Regions from separate parts of the Hordeum vulgare genome. Here region 2 is linked to region 1. The links are chromatin contacts, called in public Hi-C maps. All regions are on one chromosome and are shown on one strand. The core of a region is the stretch at or near the end of the contact, and the rest is flanking DNA. Distances in the headings are between cores, read along the strand shown.

Region 1 (6,443 bases), core at 2,855-5,354:
GCCTGGCCCTCCAGCCGAGGGGCGGCGAGCAGCTCCGAGTTACCATGGCTAACGGTGACCGTCTTTGCTGCCACGGAATTGCGCAGCAGGTTCCATCCTCATCGGCGACGAGTTCTTCACCATCACGTGCGTCGGCATCGACTTGGGCGACTACGACTTCATCCTCGGCGTCGACTGCTTGCGGACCCATCCTTTGGGACTTCGACGCACTGACCATGACTTTCTGGCGTCAAGGGCGCATGGTGCAGTGGAAGGGCGAGGGTGGCACTTCTCCAGTAGTTCCCTCTCAGCTGTCGACCGCCATAGCAGCCTCCGAGCCGCCCCTGTTGGCTCATCTCCTGCAGCGGCACGACGACCTTTTACCGGTGCTCCTTGTTCACAAGCCCGAGGGCTCGTGGCGTTTCTGCCTCGATTACCGTGCTCTCAATGCCACGCCGACGAGGGTCAATTTTCCTATACCGGTCGTGGAGGAGCTCCGGGAAGAGCCGCCAGGGCCACGCTTATTCCCTACGCTCGACTTGCGTTCTGGCTACCATCACGATCACTTCGAGTTTTTGGTGATGCCTTTCGATCTCTTCAATGCGCCGGCGACATTCCAGGCCTTGATGCACGACGTACTTCGGACCAGCTCAACCCTCCGAAGGCACCTTGGGAGCAGCTCAAGGAGTTCCGCCAACATTTTCTAGACGTCCAGCTCGAGGACTAGCTGTTTGCGCAGGCGGGGAGAAATGTTATGACCAGAGGCCCAGTTAGCCAAACTGGCCCAGTTATCTTAATAATATTAGGGGCTTAGCCCAGTTATTATAGCCTAGAGAACTTATATATAGTCATGTAATCAGCACTTTTGAGATTAAGCAAAGATCAATCTATTTTGATCGGCTCCAACTAGGAGCCGGTGCCCTAACCCTAGACGCCTCTACTACTCGCCGCCTCCTCCTTCCTGCGCCGAGACGGCGCCGTCGCGCCGGCCGCGGCGCCCTCGTCTCCTCCAACCTCCCTCCTACCCTTATAACTTAAGGCAGAGGGCCGGTAGAACCCTAGTTTCTACCACGCTTACACATCATCCGCACAACCATTTTCTGTTCCCATCCCTGTCCTTGCACCTACCATGGCAAGCATGATGGTGCAAGGCCCCCAAGATGCCGCATGCACAACCAGCGGCATTGACCCCTCTACATTGTCACCCTCGCCTCTGCTCAGTGATCCTCAGCCATGCGGGTGACACCTCATCATTCTTCACCGTGGGCCGAGGAAGCTGCAGGCCAAAAAGTTTGCAATTGTACGCCTCTTCCAGGAGAACACCTCAGCTTTCCACATTGTAAAACTCACCATGAGGTAGACCCCACTCCTTGGTCTCTCCCAATGGCTCGATGTGGTGTTCTGGGTCATGGTGATGACACAGCAAAATGCGGAGCAGATCGCCGTGAAAAAACACAATGGGAGAGCCATAGAGACTTCAGGTGCAGCAAAGGTACAGCACAGTTCTTGTTGTAGGAGTTAGCTGATTGGTGTGGTTTGAGAATAACTTGGACCTCCTCCTTGATGAGCACAGAAACAGGGTTGGAGTGGAAGGGCAAGGCATGGCAGATATGAAACAGCAGGGGGGGGGGGCACTGATATGCAAGACCTTTTCGTTTTCCTTGCTAGGAGTTAAAAGATAGACAAGCCATACATGTACACGGTGCGGAGAAAAAGGAACCTTTCACGTTTCTAACATCACGGAAAAACATATGCAGGTACATTATACAAAAGTATGCGGATGAGAAACAAAAGTGAAATATATGTTCATTTTACATTCACGAGTACATTATTTACCTGAAATGCTCTGTTTTTGTGAAACAGGATTGGATGATTTCAGTTCAACGGAGATTATAGCTTTCACCAACATTGCAATCACAGCTATAGTGGTACTACCCTGTATGCTAAAAGCGCACAAACTGAATAGGTAGTAAAGAAAGATTAAGGAATGACTAGGTGAGAAAGAGCACTCACAGGGCATCATCTCATCAGCAATGGCAGCAGTACATGAAATCTCCTCAGCAATCACATTATCCTCTGGTTCTTAAAACCAGGTAATGTCAGCATATAACTAGAAGCACTATGCAGAAGTGAACAATTCACCTCAGATGGCTCGATGACTCTTATTAACCCAAGACAGGTTGTAAATTAACATGTTGTCTGTGTCAAAAGGCAGCAATCTTCTACCACAAACATCCCCCAACTTGAGTGCAAACCATTGGTTTCTGATGATTTCGTAATCATCATGAGTTAACAATGCAAAGCACACATATCGTCCTTTTTCCACATTCACAGCAGAAGTCTACTACTCTACTTAACATTCCAATAAGGTCAGCAAAGCTAAGACAAGATAAATAGTTAAACACATCAATAGTCTCAACAAATGCCTCACTGTAGAACAACGGTTCGACCTGCTATTTTTGTTATCCCTTTTCCGGCCATTTCAGCTCTAACTTCAGAAACATCGGCCCATCTGTCAATGTTAGCATAAATGTTTGACAGGGTAATATAATTTCCAGCATTATCTGGTTCAATTTCAAAAAGCTTCTTCGCAGCAATTTTTCCAAGCTCAATATCACCTTGGAGTATGCATCCACGCAACAATGCACCCCATGATCCCGGATGAGGTTTTCCTGGCATAGACTTAATAAGCTCATATGCATCTCTCAGCATCCCAAAACGCCCGAGAAGACTGACAAGGCAAGCATAGTGATCGCCAGATGGCATAATGAAATACTCATTCTTCATCATAGCAAAGTACTTTTTCCCTTCTTCTACTAGGCCAGCATGATTGCAAGCTGTCAAAACAACTGTAAACACAGCAGTATCTGGGGAGAGGCCCTCCAAAAGCATCCTAGAGAAAAGATCAACAGCCTTGTTAGCTGAACCATGGAGGCAATGACCTTGCATCATCGAACAGTATGAGAACACATCTCGAACTGGCATGGACTCAAATAAAACAGTAGCCTTTTCCATGTTCCCACACTTTGCATTCATGTTTATGAGACCTGCCAACACATGGGCATTGTTCATATCTATGGAATAAGTCGTGATGTAACCTTCAATCCATTTTGCCAACATGATGTTACCCAGTTGGGAGCACGCTGTCATCAGAGCAACAATAACAAGCTCGTCCGGGCATATGTCCTCACGGAACTCATTAAAAATCCTTAAAGCCTCTCCAGGATAACCATTCTGTGCATAGCCTGATATCATTGCTGACCATGAGAACACATCCCGGTCACGTAACTTATCAAACAGCCTTTTGGCAACCTGCATATTTCCTGCCTTTGCATACCCACCGATCAACGATGTGTGCGCTGCAGCAGTTCTTTGGGGCATTTCTTCGAACAGCCTCCTCGCACTCTCCAGGTCCCCGCACTTCACATACCCACCAACCATGGCGTTCCAATGAACCACGTTCCTGTATGGCATTCGGTCAAAAAGCTCCCGGGCAGACACGATGTCACCACAGTCGACGTAGACCATGATAATGGCAGTCCAGGAAACGTCGCTGGGGATGACCATCGAGTCGAAAAGCATCCGGGATGCGCCAGCAGAGCTGCAGCTTCCGTAGAACTGGATGAGCGCTGTGCGGACGAAGAGGTCGGCATCCAGGCCGAGGCGTATGGCTGCGGCGTGCAAAGCGGAGCCGGTGGGTTTGCAGCGTACGCGGGCGCACGCGCGGAGGAGGGGAGGGAAAGAGAAGGCGTCGGGGCAGGCGGTGCGGCGGACGATATTGAAGTGCGCAAGCGCAGCGTGGAGCGGGGAATGGCGGGAGAGCGAGGCGATGACGGAGTTGCGGAGGCTGAGCGGGACGGCGTGGGAAGGGAGAGCCGAGAGGAAGGAGTCGGCGACGCAGGGGGAGGCGAGCGAGTCGCAGGCCGCGGTGAAGCGCGCGAGGAGGGCGTGGTGGTTGTGGAGGCCAAGGCGAACGATGCGGGCGTGGAGTTGGGCGAGGCAGCGAAGAGTACGGCAGCGGCCGAGGAGGGTAGCGACCGGAGGGGATGGGCGGCCGGCGGCGGGGGTCATGCGGCGGCGGGGGCGAGTGCAGAAGCCGGTGATGGCATTTGGAGCTGCGTTTGGCGTTTGGGGCCTGGGTGTCCCTTTCGGCTCGCATCCTGGGCTCGCCTAATGCGCTGTGGTAAATGGACGGGCCCAAGAAAAATAGCTGCTTCGTTCACTTCCTTTACATCACACGTCTGTTTCGATTTTTTATGTTTTATACATTTAATTACATTCCTAAATATATACTCCCGTCCCCAAATATAAGTCTTTTAAGCGATTTCACTATGTGTCTACATTTGAAGCAAAATGATTGAATGTACACTCTAAAGTATGTCTATATACATCCGTATGTAGTCCGCTAGTGAAATCTCTACAAAGAATTATATTTAGGAACGGAGGGACTAGATATTAATATTAATTCAAAAACATGTACTCCCTCCGTCTCAAAATAAGTGCTTAACTTTGTACTAGATTTAGTAAAAACTTGAGTCATTTATTTTCAAACGGAAAGAGTATTTAAAAACATATAAAACATATAATTAAGTATTATATATATATTTATTTATTTACAAGTATAAAAAATGTACAATGTGCATGAAAAAATAGACCTGTGTTAAAAAACCAGAGAAATATAACGAAAGAATCGCAAAAAAAAAAATTAAAATATTAAAAGAATATAAAAAATCAAGAAACCATAAATAACTAAAAACCATTGAAAATCAAAAAATTCCAAAAAATGCGTATAAAAATGCGAAAAAGATAAAGAAAATGGAAACCATAAAAAGTAAAGGAAGGAGAAACTCAATAATACAAGGGAGCTGCTACGCATCCACCGACGGATGTTTAGTAAACATCTGTCACCTCAACGGTCGTTGGATTATCGATGCAGTCGTCCGATCTACGTCCCCGCATCCAATAGTTCCTGAAACAGAGGTTGGGTTGCAGATACTATAGCCGCGTTGCAAAAACAACAATCGTGCTGCAAAAAAAATCCTGACACAACGATCGCATTGCAGAAAATAATTTACGTAACTCCTGAAACAATGGCTGAGTTGCAGAAACCACAACCCCGTTGCAGAAAAATGTTGCAGGCCAGTTGCGGAGCTGCCCCGGCGACGGAGGGCCGCGGTTCAGGCCGACGGGGCGGGGCCATGGCGCGGGGCAGCGGCGGAGGCCGAGCAGGGCCGGCGGAGGGCAACACGCAGGTCGGCGACGGAGGGCCGCGGTGCAGGCCGACGGGGCAACGGCGGAGGGCGAGCAGGGACGGTGGAGGGCGCCTGCCCGCGACAGAGGGGGCGGCAGGGCCGCAGCAGGCCGACGACGGAGGGGCCGCGAGATGCAGCAGGCCGGCGGCGGCGAGGTCGTCAGGGCCGAGGCAGAGGCGGAGGCACGGATGGGCAGTTTTTTCTCAAACAACTGCCCAGTTTCTAAAACAACGATCCAGTTTCAGAAAACGGTTCGCGATCAGATCGAGGCCAGATTCAATGGACAAGCGGGCGGCGAATGAATCACGCGAATCAATCAGTGGAAGGTAAGACTTTCGCATAATACAAAGAAAATGATGGAAATCTTAAGGAAAAAAGGAAAGAAAGGAAAAGATCAATAAAAATTGAAATCGTTAGACATGAAAGAAGAACAAAAGAGGACCAGTCCAACGACCACGCGGGTGATCCGAGGGAGGAACGGCCTGATTTCACGGTTGGCCCAAACGTGCACATGCGAGAGATGACACGTCCGTAATAGGAATCAATACGAGCGGCAAAGGGGAAAACCCTATTTGTCGTTTTTTGCGTCAAATAGTTGGATAAACACACAGGGGCGCGACAAACAGGACCAGCCTACCTCCCTCTGCAGGCAGTTCCGGTATGTGCTTCATTTTTTATTGTCCTTTTTTCCGTCTCAGTTTTTCCTTCTTCTTTTTTTCGTTTTTCTGCTTTTGTTTTCTTTTTTATACATATTTTTTAAATCTAAGTTCATGTTTTAAATATTTTCTTGAAATTCAGAAAATGTCTTTGATTTTATAAAAAAATTCCAAATTTCAAATATTTGGCGTTTTTTAAAACATCCCTAGGTTCAAAAAAAGCTCGGGATTTTCGATAAATGTCCGAAATTTTCAAAAACTGTTCGCCATTTATAAAAAATATTCTTTTTTCACAAAATGTTATTGCTTGCTTTTAATATTTTTTTCCTACACTTTTGTTCCTTTTTCCTTTTCCGATTTTTATGTTTGACATTTTATAATTGTTGTTTTGAATTTTAAAAAAGTTCTCGTATTCACAGTTTATATTTAAATGTTCATGCTTCAAAAACATTCCTGCTTCCAAAAAGTGTTCATCTTTTGAAAAATGTTCATGTTTCAAAAATTGTTTTCGTATTCAAAAAAGTGCATGATTTTTCACATAAATTATTCACAATGT
Region 2 (6,514 bases), core at 1,366-3,865, 190 kb before region 1:
ATTGAGCATTAATATGTGGTCTGACCCTTGGCAATCATGTACTTCGTATACACATACCAGTGCTTGGAACTTCTGTATCTCGAATGCTGGTTGTTCTATGGAGTTCTTTTTTGCAGACCTTGTTTTTTGGAGTTAAGAAGATCCCTGTACCCAACAGTTGAAGGCATGCTATTGTACTCTAATTGTAGATAGTTTACTTCTGATTTGTTAAGTTCCTATACACCAGTGCCCATGAGTATGTCCGGGGTAATATTTTTTTAACTGAACTGCAGGGGGGTAGTAGTATTTTCTTTTATCTGTTTCACGTTACTAGGTTGCTAAAATATGCACACTAAGTGCGAAAATACACAGGTGAACATGGTTGCATGCGCGCACACATGAATAGTAAATTCATAAAAATACTAGAAAAATTCAAAAAAATCTGAAATTGTGGGATATCAAACTTGGTCGCCCATTCCACTCACGTGTTAAGTTTCCTGAAGAAATGACGCCTGTGGTACACTTAGTGAAGAAAATACAGTCAGGACCTTACCATACATCAAACAGCGATGTCATTTCTTCCTGAAACTTCATACGCGAGTATACCGGTCGACTATCTATGTTACAATTTTTTTCAGATTTTCTTAGTATTTTTTTTAATTTACTATTCATAAGGGGTGTGCGTGGAACCATGTTCACCAAATTCCTGTCCCACTAACTGGTTCTACAATCTTCTGATTTTTTTTACTGAAAGTGTTTGATTATGTTGCAGGAAATGCCAACTTTGTTTGGATCATGTGTTTGTAGTTATCCAGGACAAGGAAAGAACATAAAATCTCACACATCCATCAACTATAGCAGCCTCACATAACATAACAAAATTTGGCCTGGGTATTTATTTATCTTCCTTCCTTTCCCATGTTGTGTGTCATTTACTTTCCTTTGGAAGTAATGGGGTCATTTCCTTTTCTGTTGCCTTGTCGTTGAACTACACGAGGACACATCCTGATACACTGGTCTTTTCTTTGAAAGATGAAATGAAAGTGACATGCTTACCATTCCAATCAACACAATCAAGGTAAGCTTAACAAAGCACATGCTTTTTTATTTCATGTCTGTTTTTCTTTTCCTTTTCTGACGTGATTCAAGCAAACAAGTAGCATGGCTGGTCTCCGTATCTGATTATGATGATGTGGACTTAAACTGAGATGTCTTTATTGAGTAAACATAAATCAATCGGCTTGCAAAGTTGACCAAAGCGACATTAAATTGGGTTGCTGGCGTGCTGCGTCACAATGCACGTATTCAGATGGAAGTATAATGGCAAGAGATAGAGTGATGGATGCTGAAATCAATCGGTATTCATTGCATGGCGTCACACCGTAGACTGTTCGATTGTTTCAAATACCATCTCTCTCTCCAATTTGAAATTTCATCACCTTTTTAATTACGTGATGTCTTTTTCAAGGATAGTAGGTAGAGTCCTCATTATTTTGAGGCGTGGGAGTTGTAGTGCCAATTGGTTAGTTCAACTAATCTGTGGTGACAAATTCCTAACACTCCATTTCCAGGGTTGACTGTTCTTCTTGCACTTTCTCCACTTTGTATGGTGGATTTGCATACTAACTTGTCTGGATACAAAGGAATGAACAGATGAGTGTTCATGGCGCGAAGTCGCAGAAGCTTGTCTGTCATAGATGTTTCAGAATAATACTCATCCGGCGCAACTTGAGATTTTCAGGGGTAAACTTTTCTTGTCTTGAAAGTAAGAAACAGAAGAGAAGAAGTCTGGTCCTATGCCTAACAAACTACTTCATTAGAACCACTGAAGAAGAACTCAGGAGAGGGGATATAGTCCACAGTGTATCCATGATATGTCAAAATCGTGACACCAGCACATGGATACATGCCAGTCTCACAATTTTAATACTGACATATCATGGTTACACTGAAGAAATGACCAAACGAAAGAGAACTAGTGGACCTAGGACTTCATATAAACGCTTTTTCTTGATGTCGGTGCTGCCGAATGGAGCCTCTCCTCCTCATTCTTCTTTCACCCCCTCCTGCTCTTCCTGCTGTTGCTGTTGGTGTTGTTGTTATTGTTGCTATTGTCTTGCAGGAAGTCAAGGAGCACGGGGCTCTTGCACTGGGGGCACCGAGGGTCATCCTGGGGGAGCATGACGTAGATGAAGCAGCGAGGGCAGGCAGCGAGCACCATGGACGTCGCCTCGGGGCTGTTGGACCACTGCAGGCCATGCTCGTTCTCCGACGACAGGCATGAGCTCGGGGACGACTCCTCGTCAGCCATCGCCCTGTTGGAGGAGTCCCCTCTTGCAGGCAGAGAGAGGTTGAGCTTCAGGTCAAGGCCCTTTGATGAGCTCTTCCTGTTGCTGCGGCTCATCCTCAGAGGTATCCCCTGTCTGCACACATCAAAACATGGAACTGATGGATTAGCATATGCTCTGAAAGGTACTATTGATCGATTGCTGCAACCCGGTAGGGATTAAAGATCACTGGCGATGGATGCATATAGGGAGGGAGCTTACTTTTGCGTCGGGTCCGAGAAGCAGGAGCCTCGCAGATGAAAGTGAGAGCGACAGGGGAGGGGATGCTCTGCTCTGCTCTGGAGCGAGAGAAGCCCGAGAGTTGGAATGCTAGGAGCGTGCTGCGTTGGTGTAGTTGGAATGGAGATGGCGGGTATTTATAGTGGGGAGGGAGATGGATGGGGAGAGGTCAATTAGTTTTGTTTAATGCAACAGTGAGAGGCATACTACTACTACTTCCCCCTCTCTCTCTCTCTCTCTCATGTATGTAGTACAGGCATTTTATTACCCACCAAATCATGGTTGGAGAGTGGCAAGGGATGGGTTGAATAATTTGTGCTTTGTTGGGTGGAAGAGAAGTGCGAGGTGAGAGGGCTGGTCATGCACACAAGGTTGGCTATTTAACAGGCGAAAGCCGAGCCTGGGTATGTGGTTACAGCTAGAGTTTTGCTTTGCTTTCCTCTTTACCCTGATGAAAGCTTAACACTGATGTTAAAGTCTCTAATCCACACACTTTTTTCTTCTTCTTTTCATACTAGTAGAGTTCACATACTATTAGAGTGGTTTATTAAAGTTAAAACACATATAGTGATTCAGTTCTAAAACTTTGCAAATGGCTTGCCTACTGCATATAGACAGTGGTTATGGAAGATGTAGACACATCTTGTAATTATGGCAGTTATTATTGGGTGTGTATTGTTGAAAGTTGAAGCTCATCAATACATGTCCTTCTAATTGCTTCGAAAGCTTAATTTTTGACTGGCCCCCAATTGATTTCACCACTTGAATGTGATCTTGAATGGAATTTATTTGGCACAGTCTCTCAAATGCACATCATAAGTACTAGTAGCAGAAAAAAGAAAGCAGAGAGTACACTAAATAGACTTGAATGTTGAGCCATTGGTTTTTGCTAATTGAATAAATGGGGTCCTTGAAGATATGCTGCTGCTATGCAATTTTTAGGTCTTTAAATGGTGCAAACGCAAGGCCTATGTATGCACCCATGCGGTGCGCATCCTCATACAATGACGAAGAGATAAGCAATACATTAATGCCACTTTGTTTCATGCACATAAGAGCAGCCTCCACCACCTCCCGCTCTTGTTCTAATGTCACCGCCCGCTTTGAAAATCTCAGCTCCTTTGCTTGCTTGTGTTCCAGCTCGCAGTGCTTAATTGCTGACAGCAGATATTAACTCTGAGGGTTGACTTGTTGCTTATTCTAGAGATGTTGCATCCTTGCATTTAAGAAAAGATTGAAACATGGTTAAGTCATAACTAGTCGTAACCCACTAATGTAATCCCCCCAAGATTGCTTCCATATCACCCACCTTGATTAATGACGGGGTGGCATACAACTCACTTAAAGTTGTTTTGGTTTGTGTGTTGCAATTGGTTTGGTCAATGCTGCTGCTGATGCTGCTTCTCTACATGGTTAAGAGAGAGCCATCTGTTTTTCTCCTTTTCTTTTTGCCTTAGTTAGGACTAATTATAATTATACCATTAATGCCTCTTTTTTGTCAAATGGAAGCAGTAATGGATGGCTTTGGGATCCAGAGCCAATGCTATCGGCCTCGGGATCAAAGATCAATTCAGCTTATCGAAGCGTATAATATTTCGCCATCATTCGCCATGATTCATCGCCGGTGTGTTTAAGATTTGGAGCTAAAGAGGCCAAGAGTTGAAGGCAACTCTGGCTCAACTACGGAAACAGGGGAGGTTTGACCTCAAGCCGAGCTCATAACTGTGGCACTAGGTTACTTAGTACAGGATATGGTTTAAAATGTTTCTTGCACGTACAAAACTGTGATTAGTCGGCGTTGGAGCCAAACGCATGTGCTCTTCTTTAATTTCATGGAGGGATCTAAGGAGCTTAATTAGTGGCCTGGAAGTAAAAGAAAGCTCCTGATTGAATGATGTCACGTGTTCGTCGTTATTGTGGTTTTGTATGTTCCCCCTCCCTCTCTGTGTGGTTTCATACAATTTTGCAGATGGTTCCACCTTTTGTTATTTATCAGTATTAAAGTTTAATCATATACTTCCTCCGTTCCTAAATATAAGTTTTTTTAGAGATTCCATTAAAAGACTACATACGGATACATACTTTAGAGTGTAGGTTTATTCATTTTACTTCGGACTTAGTCTCCTAATGATTTTTTTAAAAGACCTATATTTAGGAACAAAGGGAGTAGTTATGTTTCCCATTTGCTTCCAAGTTGCAGTCTTGGAGATATGTATTCAGACCGTGGATATAGGTGTCAAAGCCGTACATCGCGCGACGTGATTCTTCGTCTCTGGTTATGCCACGTCGTCCCAAGCCCTTCCTGCCTATGGGTCCCAGGCACCGCCCACGATGAGTCAATCGTATCTGCTTGTGAGTCTCTCTAGACCGTATTCTCCACACCCCCTCCATCAATTCGCCTCCTTTCTCCATGTCGAAGGTTGCATGGCCGTATTGATGGAGTCCTGGATTAGGGGTTGCTCGGCATGTCGGTTGCCCATTCCTTGGGTTGGACAGAGTACCCCCATTATCCTATTCATGATGGGCCTCGTTCGTCTGGACTAGAAGCTTCAAGATGGAATGACTCGAAGAATTGACGTATACGCTAAGATGCAGAGATAATCCTTAGAACGTTTGCCTCTTGGATATGACCGACCATGTGTAAACCTTAGGAACCCCCTGTCTATATAAACCAAGGGACCAGGGCCGTAGAGGGAAAATTCATTAACATCCAATCTTGTGGTAGATCACTTGTACATTATACACCATCCACAATCAATACAAACAAAGCATGATGTATGGTTTTACCTCTTTGAGAGGGACTAAACCTGGATAAGAGCATCTCTAGCAGACCTCGTAAAACACCGACCTGCAAAACTCGTTTACAGTTCGCGAAAAAATGGTTTTGCGGGCCGAAGCATGCCCCGGCCAAGCAGACCCTGCGTAGCCGACCCGTAAATATGTTGTTTTAAGGGTTGACTACACGAGGCCTGCTCGGCCGCATCCCGCTTCGGCCCGCAAACCGAAAACCCCAGATCAACCAATTTGACAGCGATTCCGACGGTTGAGTTCAAATTCGAAGAATAAAACATAGTTCGCGCGCAAATAAAATCATAGTTTTTTTTTACGACAAACGCAAAAGGACTTCATGCAAAAGCAACGACCACGCCCATCATCATCTTGGTCGCTTTTCACCCGCCGCCATGATCTTCACTCCGCACCACCGCCATCGGTGCCATCGCCGCCTCCGAGTTCATCACCGACACTTGTTCCAACTCCAGCAACGAAAGCATAGCCGAACGCACTGAAATCATCGGCGACACTAGTTCCAACTCCTGATGGGAAAACATCACCGACACCAAAACGCCCACCGGCCACCGCTAACATCCTCCTCTCCAAAATGTCTCTCCCATACAATGCCATTCTTTGGTGATGTCATCCATGTCATCGCGGTTCAGTGTTATAATCTTGTTCTCCTCGTCAAGAAGCTTCGCCATGGCTTTGGTATCATTGGCAAAAACTCTTCTTTCCTCAATGTCCACCTTGTGCAACCCCTCGTCCTTGAGAAATTGCCACTTTTCTTGCCTCTCTCGTGCCTTCTTCTCCGCCAACTCTTTCTTTTCCTCCAATGTCTTCACCAACATCAACTCATTCGATTGCACCATGGCGTCTATCTTGTCCCGCAAGCTCGATGTCTCGCATTCCCTCTTGATCTTCTCCCTTGACTTCTTGTCTACATCGGGCTTGTTCAAGTTTTGTGGGCCATCATCATCTTCATCATCATCCATGGTCGTAAGTGAACCTCTCTTCTGAAGATTCTTTCTCAATCAACTCCCACTTCCCACACTTTTTTTTGCAATTTCCAAAATTTCTCTAGTTTAATTTTTTTGCCTTAGAAAGCTTCCATGTCTTTGTATCTTTGTTGGGCAATTTTGTCCTACACAATGAAAACAATATCAAATGATTGAGATGCTACAAATGCTACAAAT

The links. Hi-C and Micro-C count contacts between places; a contact is called where the count stands out from the background.
Region 2: a contact with region 1 is called in a Hi-C map of leaf, with 4 times the contacts expected there. The contact joins the promoter of LOC123426677 here to the promoter of LOC123426676 in region 1. A contact is called at or near these places in 4 of 6 Hi-C or Micro-C datasets (leaf and seedling) and 1 of 1 datasets of contacts at active chromatin or transcription factors (embryo).

Annotation. Positions count from the first base shown.
Region 1 is chr2H:464,943,967-464,950,409 of MorexV3_pseudomolecules_assembly, reverse strand. LOC123426676 (putative pentatricopeptide repeat-containing protein At5g37570) reads right to left here and starts at 4,104. Exons shown (of 4, transcript XM_045110543.1): 1 at 1,993-4,104; 2 at 1,816-1,922. The coding sequence starts at 4,050. The coding sequence ends at 2,407.
Region 2 is chr2H:465,129,168-465,135,681 of MorexV3_pseudomolecules_assembly, reverse strand. LOC123426677 (protein GL2-INTERACTING REPRESSOR 1) reads right to left here and starts at 2,615. Exons shown (of 2, transcript XM_045110545.1): 1 at 2,529-2,615; 2 at 1,654-2,402. The coding sequence starts at 2,383. The coding sequence ends at 2,036. LOC123426679 (a long non-coding RNA gene) reads left to right here and starts at 2,301. Exons shown (of 3, transcript XR_006622293.1): 1 at 2,301-2,391; 2 at 2,483-2,950; 3 at 4,059-4,558. LOC123426678 (a long non-coding RNA gene) reads left to right here. Exons shown (of 3, transcript XR_006622291.1): 2 at 1-1,057; 3 at 2,102-2,189.